Linked DNA regions of Mus musculus: region 1 is linked to region 2. Evidence: chromatin contacts called from public ChIA-PET data. All regions are on one chromosome and are shown on one strand. The core of a region is the stretch at or near the end of the contact, and the rest is flanking DNA. Distances in the headings are between cores, read along the strand shown.

What was found. ChIA-PET counts read pairs in DNA pulled down with a chosen protein or histone mark.
Region 1: an RNA polymerase II ChIA-PET map of memory CD8 T cells shows a contact between it and region 2, with 32 read pairs. The contact joins the enhancer-like site here to the promoter of Wdr4 in region 2. A contact is called at or near these places in 5 of 39 promoter capture datasets (cranial neural crest, embryonic stem cells, liver and 2 more), 1 of 484 Hi-C or Micro-C datasets (cortical neurons), 9 of 115 datasets of contacts at active chromatin or transcription factors (bone marrow-derived macrophages, double positive thymocytes, embryonic forebrain and 5 more) and 2 of 9 other capture datasets (embryonic stem cells and liver).

The regions. Positions count from the first base shown.
Region 1 is chr17:32,051,936-32,055,889 of GRCm38.p6, forward strand. It overlaps Rrp1b (ribosomal RNA processing 1 homolog B (S. cerevisiae)), which reads left to right. Exons shown (of 16, transcript NM_028244.2): 9 at 804-892; 10 at 1,922-2,019; 11 at 3,170-3,189. Among named protein-coding and RNA genes, the nearest start is that of Rrp1b, 18 kb to the left of the region's middle. Within about 2 kb of position 1,941, at least 55 of the 459 cell types and tissues checked have an H3K27ac peak or open chromatin away from gene starts, as enhancers often do. A contact at or near this core is called in double positive thymocytes and memory CD8 T cells, where this site is marked.
Region 2 is chr17:31,510,609-31,514,498 of GRCm38.p6, forward strand. It overlaps Wdr4 (WD repeat domain 4), which reads right to left and starts at 1,879. Exons shown (of 11, transcript NM_021322.2): 1 at 1,559-1,879; 2 at 1-38. The coding sequence starts at 1,776.

The DNA of each region.
Region 1 (3,954 bases), core at 691-3,190, 540 kb after region 2:
TGTGTGCACGAACGCGTGTGCTCGCGCACACTTTCATGTGGAGGCCAGATGTCAGCACTGGGAGTCACTGTTCAGCTTTCACCCACCCCTATTTTGAGGTGAGGTTCCTCATTGCCCTGGAAGATGCCTAATTAGGCTGGACTGGCTGGCTGGTGAGTCCCAGGGATACGCCTGTTGCTGCCTTCCCTGTGCTGAGCCCAGAAGCCTGTACTGCCATGCCCAGGAGTTTTTTATGTGAATTCTGAAGGTTGAATCCGGGCCCCTTGTACTTGCCTGATGAAGCCTGCTGGCTCCTCTGTTCTTGGTTTTTAAGTCTTCATCAAGCACTTTGTTGACATCTCACTGCATATAGACCTCCCAAAAAATAAATCAGGGTACATAAAAGACACATGTGGACAGTTGGTCCCAACACCACTCACACTAGGCCAAGTTCTTTCTGTCCCTCCTAGCCCATTCACCTCCTTTGTGAGACGTTTGGCCTGTGCCTGTGAGAACTGCCGTGCAGTCAGGAGCACTTGTTCCCTTGGCTCCCCTCCAGCACACAGCTTCCTTCCTGCAGGCTTGAGTCCTTTTGTGGGGGTAGGGTTGTTCAGTATGGGGTTGGTCCTAGGGGCAAAACCTGGAGCTTCGCATATAAAATAAAGACCAGGATTTTTAGGAGACCAGTTTCAAGTATCTCCCCAGGCAGCAGTCACTGGTGTTCTCCCTGGTAATGGGGATTGAACCCAGAGCCTGGAGGGACTGAGCCACATCCATTCTTGAATGTCAAGACTGTGTCTTTGTCTTTGGATGTGTTTTGGCAGCACTAGACGAATGCCTCAGAGACGGAGTCATTGGCAGCAGAGAAAGAGACATCTGTGCAGCCTTGAAAGATTCAGGGTCACCTCTCCAGGTGGGAGCAGCTTTTGCTTTTAATAGAATGTGGGTTGACCTGGGATGGCTTGGCTAGAGAATTAGAGTCAGAGCTCATTAAGCCATAAGGCTTAAATTGTAAAGTCCTTTATAATCCCTTCTGTAATTAATGTCACCATTCTTAGAATGAGCTTGTTGGAGACACAGTTGAAAGGGTTTTAGGCTGGTGTGGTGTTGTTCACATGGATCCTCAGCACATAGGAGGGTCTCAAGTTCAAGAACAGCCTGGGTTACCTAGTACACTCCTATTTCAAAAAAACAAAAACAAAATGAAGCCAAGCATGGTGGTACACACACTCAATCCCAGCATTCGGGAGGCAGAGGTTGACAGGTCTCTGAGTTCAGACACGCCTGGGCTATGCAGAAAGATCCTATCAAAAATAATCAATGAACAGTTAAGTGGGTTTTGAAAGATCCCGAACCTCATTTTGTAAGCACTGTTGCCTGTTCTTCTGCATGTAACAGCACCAGCCTTTATGGGGGCCTTGGGGGGTGGGGTTGTTTTTAAGCAGATCTTGCTGTATATAGTCTAGGTGGAGTGGGGCTCACAGCGGTCCTTCTGCCCCTCCGAGTACTGGGAATACACCAGTGCACCACCATGCCAGGCTTCTAGTTTTGAGTTTTGGTTGGTTGGTTGGTTGGTTGGTTGGTTGGTTGGTTGGTTGGTTACCGGGTCTTTCCTTTATGTAGCCCTGGCTACTCAATAACTGCCATGTAAACCAGGCTGGCCTTGAACTCACAAAGATCCACCTACCTCTATTCCCCAACTGCTGGGATTAAAGGTCTGTGCCACTCCACACATGCGTACACAATTGTGCTTTGAAAACGTAAAGACAGTTATAGAGATTGAGACCCCAGGATGAGCATACAAGCAGGCTCCTCAGGCAGTTCTTCTCTGTGCATGAGAGCCCAGTTTGGAGAAGACTGCTCCCAACAGCAGCTAGAAGGTGACTCTCAGACAGGCCAGGCTGTCTCACCACTGCTTGGGTTTCCTGTCTCTTTGTGGTAGTTTGACTATAAGGCTGTTGCTGATCGACTCCTGGAAATAGCCAACTCAAAAAGCACCCCGCCTTTCAACAGGAAGCGACTCTGCAGACTAGTCAGAAAGTAAGTAGCAAGTGAGATCCTGTGGCCACACCAGCACTCTCCCACGTTTCTTTCCTTCTCTTAAAGATGTATTTACTGTTAGATGTGTCAGTGTGTGTCTGTGTATGTGTGCTCTTGCAGCGGCCCGAACAAAGTGGTGCTCTGGAACTAGAGTTACAGGCAGTTGTGAGGCATCCAGTGTGGGTACCAGGAACCAAACTCAGGTCCTCTGGAACTTCTGAGCCATCTTTCCAGCCCCCGCTGCCTTTTTCTTTATCTTTTATCACTTTATTCATAACCACATGGCAGTAACTGATCTGAGCTCGATCCTTTAATATTATGAATGCCTTTAGAAAGGAGGTAGGGACTCGACCCAATGAATAAAGAATGAAGGTTAGAGTTTAGATCCTCAGTACGAATGGAAGTGGCTGGCAGGTGTGGAGTCTCATGTCTAATCCCAGCACCCATGAAGTTCCAGGCATCAAGGCAGCTCACTTGGTTGGGAGGCAGAGATGGGACTCCTAGAGCAAGATAACTAGACTAGCCAAATTGATAAATTCTGAGTTCAAATGAGAGACCCAGGGGAGAGTGGCTGAGGAAGATACCTGGTATCAACCTCTGACTCTACATGCACGTGTGCTCACCTGCAAATGTGTGGACACACCAAAAATGGCTCTTAAAGAATTCCCCAGTAGATGGCATCCATAAGTTCTCGTGCTTTATAGCTGGACCTCCAAAGGCATGCCAGGGGCTTCAGTGTGGGTACTAGGGCTGACCTGCCTGCCCCAGCGACCCATCCCAGCCCTATGTACATCCCTCATAGCCTCAGCTTTGGTTATTTGGTCTGATGCATAAAGAGAACCCTAGTGGGCAAACCTCCCCTGAACATAGCAGAGCGTTAAGTTGTCTGCCTTCAGAAACAAGCGAGACAGACATGGGATCTCTTGGTATTGTGTGCCACTGTGTCCTATGCAGAGCTGGTGGAATGGAAAGCACCTTTGTCCTAGGCTTCTTCCTTCCTGACTCACCGCATCCCTAGGTGGGGCTGTCCCCTAGCCTCCCTGTGGAGGAGAGAGTGAGCACTGAGTATCCGGATTCCCGTTTTATGTTCAAAACCTGAGCTGTGAACTCTGAACTTCCATGTGCTTTTTTGTTTTTTGTTTTTTTACAGGTTCCAGGACCTCTGTGAAGGTAAGAAGAGTTGTTCTCACCCAGTACACACCCCACCAAGGGCAGCCCGGCCAAATCCAAGACTTCGGGTCATAGGGAAATTAATCCGTGGGTGGCCACCCTCATTGCGTTCACCTAAGCAAGTACCCTGGGAAATGCCTCCATGCAAGACCCTTTGCACATACTTTCCATCCATCCGGTGCCTGCAGTGTGTGGGTAACACCCATGTGGTATTTATTTGAAATTTTATTGGTGCTTTCTACAGTTAAGGTTTTAATGGGGAAGGAAAGGCAGAGAGGTGACTCCATGGTCAAGAGCACTGGCCGCTCTTCTAGAGGACCAGGTTCAGTTCTAGAACCCACATGGTAGCTCACAACTGTCTAAACCTCCAGATCTAGGAGATCTAGTCAGTGCCCACATCTGGCCTCTGTGGACCCCATGATACACAACATAGAGGCCGGCAAAACTGGGCTAGGAAGATTAAAATCCTTTGTCAAAAAGAAAATCCAGGTGTCTCATTTTCCTTTAGGACGCATGGTTAAAGCTTGGTTAAACCTGAGCGGACCAGTGAGCCAGCTCTCTTGATCCTTGTGCCCTGACTAGATGGCTCCCAGAGCAGTAGGAATGTAAAGCAGTCTAGATGGAGAATGCCACCAGTCACTGTCCAGTGTGTGTTCTGGGTTGGGACAGTGGCAGGTAGTGCAGGTGATGGAGCTAAGTCAGGCTCAGCAGTCTTAGCTGGGTGGCTCAGGGCGGGGCCCAGATGCAGGCCTTGGAAGCTGACCC
Region 2 (3,890 bases), core at 629-3,128:
CAGTACTGCAGTCGTATGTGAAGACACAGTCATCATCACTAAAGGGAAGAGACAGGAGTGAACATCTTTCTCTTGGAACAAAAACATTCCATCGTCATTACATTATGGGTCTTAGCCATGACAGAGAAGAGCCAAGAACTGCCATTGCTTAACCTCCTAGTAGTATACATCAATCAGTGTGCCATGGTACTCTTAATCAATATAGTATTCTTCCAGCCGCCAACCTGTTGATTCTAAGGAAATTATATTCTGATACTGTTTTTTTTTTGTTATGGTGGTAGTTTCTCTGTATAGCACAGGCTGTCCTGGAACTTGCTCTGTAGACCAGACTAGCCTTGAACTTGGATATCCACCTGCCTCTGCCTGAGTGCCAGGATCAAAGGTGTCCAGTACCGCTGCCCCTACCACCTCCACCTCCATCCCCCATTACCCCACCAGTTCTGATTTTTTAATTAATTTATTATATATGTGTGCATGTGCGTGTGTGTGTTCTGCCTGCATGTATGCTTGCATACCAGAAGAGGGCACCAGATCTCATTATCCATGGTTATAAATCGCCATGTAGCTGCTGGGAATTGAACTCGGGACCTCTGGAAGAACAGCCAGTTCTTCAAGCCCTCTGGTATTATTTTTCAACTCGGCTTTCCTCCCAAATTTATAACTGCTGAGGCTGTCTTTACAGAATTCAGAAACAAGTCTCACCTGCCCCCGTGAGCTCCAGGCTCTTACTCATGTGGGAATCAAACACTTTCCAAATCAGAACTTAAGCTCCCTTCTTTTGCTCTGACCCTGTACCCTGACAACCTATAAAGTGGCAGGCACCAAAGACTTCTCCAGTTAAACACTCAACTGCAGAAAGAAGAGTCATTTTCCAAGTCTGAAACTTTGTTGGCCAATGGCATTCCCCAAAAGGCACAAATTGAGGAACGTTCCTAATCTTCACATGTACCAAAACTAAACGGGAAGGGGAAAAAAAGAAGCCGATACGGACTGCCACTGATCCTCTAGGCTCGTGGTAATCAACTACTTGCTCAAAGAATCCTTTGACCGAGCACAACGTATACATAAAGACAGAAATAACATAAAGCAAAACTTTATGTCGTGTGAAGGGTCTTTAGGGAGATGCTCACTTCAGGTTCTGCGTGCGTCCTGCCTTTGGGAGGAGTCGGGTTAAGAACCCAAAATCCCTTAAGAGCAACTAGAGCCCGGTTGCAAGACGCAGACCAAAGATAGAGCATGTTTTGTGCTCAGTGAGAAAACCTTTAGGGTTCCCTAATATATGACCCTCATCAGGGAGGTGCCAAGCGGGCCAAAATTGAACACCAGGACCCCCTAGAAGCCTGGGCAATGCGACACCCACGTGACTTAGCCCTCCCAGCGCAGCGCAGGCGCCTCAGAGTCCGGAAGTACCCCTACTCTGAACAGAGAGAGCGCCCGGGACCCGCCGGGCAGGTTACGGGGCGTTGCGCCGTGGTGAAGAGGCGCCGAGGACAGGGAATCCGGGAGGACACAGAACACTGCCGCGCCGGCCCCGCTGCCCTCAGCCCGGGCCTCTTACCTGCCCGTAGTGGAGAAGGCTAGGAACCGGCTGCCTCCTCGCACCACCAGCGTCTGGGCGCACAGTGCCAGCCCCGCAGAGCTCGCCATGGGCCCGCCCGCCGCCTCCGGACACGTGCGACGCGCTGCGCCCTTCCTGTTGGCGCTTGTCAGTGATGTCACTCGGCGCCGCGCGAACGGCGTGCCGTCCAGGAGCATGCGCGCAGGGCGTAGTCTCATTTGATTTCGGTGCCCGGAGGTGCTGATGCTGTAGATCCCTCCACCTGCCTTTGGTGATTGACTTTTCTGCCTGTCAGGTTAGGTGGCTTCTCTTGGACGGGGTCTGGTACTCATTGTGTGCCGGTTTAAAAAAAATAACAACAAAAAACTGCTGTGTGGCATCAGAATTGGATGGCCAGGCCCAATATGTAGCCATGAATGCGTACGAGTCACTGGAAATGTGCTCATTTAAGACAAACACCTCTTGGACCCCCAGCTGTCAAACGAGTCTAACGGTGTGCCTGCCCAGATCACCAAAAGACTCGTTCCATCCATCCCAGTGACTCACGACGTCCAGAATATTGTGGTCTCTTATAGGTTGGATGTGAACCTCCAAGGCAGCTCCTAAAAAGATGGTTTATTTGCCCCACCCACCCAACACACCCTAGTGAAAGTAAACTCTTTGATCTGATCAGTGTCCTGTTTCAAAGTCACACTTACTATGCTGTGTACAACTGCTATCTTAAGGTTGTGCAGTTCTCTGAGTGAGTCTAACTTATAAAGCAGCAATTGGCTCCATTTTTACCTGAAACTGAGTCAGAACGACTCTTCATTTTACTTGTACAAGCTGGGAGGTGGTAGCACTCGTCTTTAATCCCAGCACTTGGGAGGCAGAAGCAGGCAGATCTCTTGAGTTTGTGGCCAGCCTGGTCTAACAAGTTCCAGGATAGCCAGGGCTAGACAAAGAAACCCTGTCTATAAACAAACAAACAAACAGTAAAAAAAATCTCTCGTGCAAATGAAATCACCACCTACAGATGCAATTAAGTTAAATCATGGGTGAAACAAAATCGTATCAGAGAAGTCAGGTCTTGAGCTTATCCAACGCCATAGCAATGAGAAATGGAACCCCTTCGCAGGACTATAAAGCAATAACCTAATACTAAGGCACCACTGAGCTCCTCTGTCACCATGCCCTCTTATACAGTGCTGACACTGAGGACAGGCAGGCCCATGCCCAGGTATGCAATAGCTCACGCGAGACAAACGCTAATGTGATGATGGCATCAGGCTGTCACACGGCTGAAGCCCACTGGGCAGACTTCTTAGTACTCATAAGCAGGTTACACCTTAACTGGGCCTGAGATCTGCCCTCTTAGGTGCCTCTCCTTTTCCAGAACCCTCTAGATTACTTTGAAGAATGCGCCCTTTGAATGGATTTTCACCCCTTACTTCCTGTCCTTAGGAAATCCAGAACCCAGAAGCCTTTCTTCGTGTTAAACTACCCACAACTACCCCGGTTTGCCTTGCATCAGTTGGTGGTGCTTTAACTACCCCCTCCCCACAAAAAATAAAATAAAATAAAAGATGGGCTCTCATTTAAATATAACTGAGAAGTCCCTGGCAGCTGATAGCTCCTGGGAGAGGGAAAGTCAGCTTTCTTCAAGGATACAACTTCTGAGAAGCCACGTGACCCATGATCTTGCATATGCTGGCAGCCCTAAATGGATTCAGTGAGTTACACACACACACACACACACACACACACGCATACATAAACGTGCACATACATAAGTGCACCATCGGGAAGGAGTAGTGGTGGCAAGGACAGGGAAGTAATGAAGGGTGAACTTTATCAAAAATAAATATGTATGTGTGGCATTCTCAATAAAAAATATTAAAAATAAAAGAGCAAGGCTGGGTGGCTCCAAGTTTAAGGCCAGCCTGGTTTACATATCAAATTCCAGGCTAATCAAGGCTACATAGTGAGACCCTGTCTCAAGAAGAAAGGAGGAGGAAGAGGAAGAGGAGGGAGGGAGGAAGAAGGAAGAAAGAAGAAGGAAGAAGAGGAGGAAGAGAAGAAAGAAGAAGAAAGAAAGAGAGAAAGGCTCCAGAGAGATGGCTCAGCAGTCCAGAGTGTGTGCTGCTCTTCCAGAACGCCTGAACCCACATCAGGAAGCTCACAGTTTCCCAGATTCCTCTAATTCCTCTTACGGAGCATCTGATGCCCTCTTCTGGCCTCCATGACCATGAATTCACATGCACAAATTCACACACACACACACACACACACACACACACACACAATTTAAAAAATAAAAATAAACAAATTTTTAAAATATATAAAAACAAGC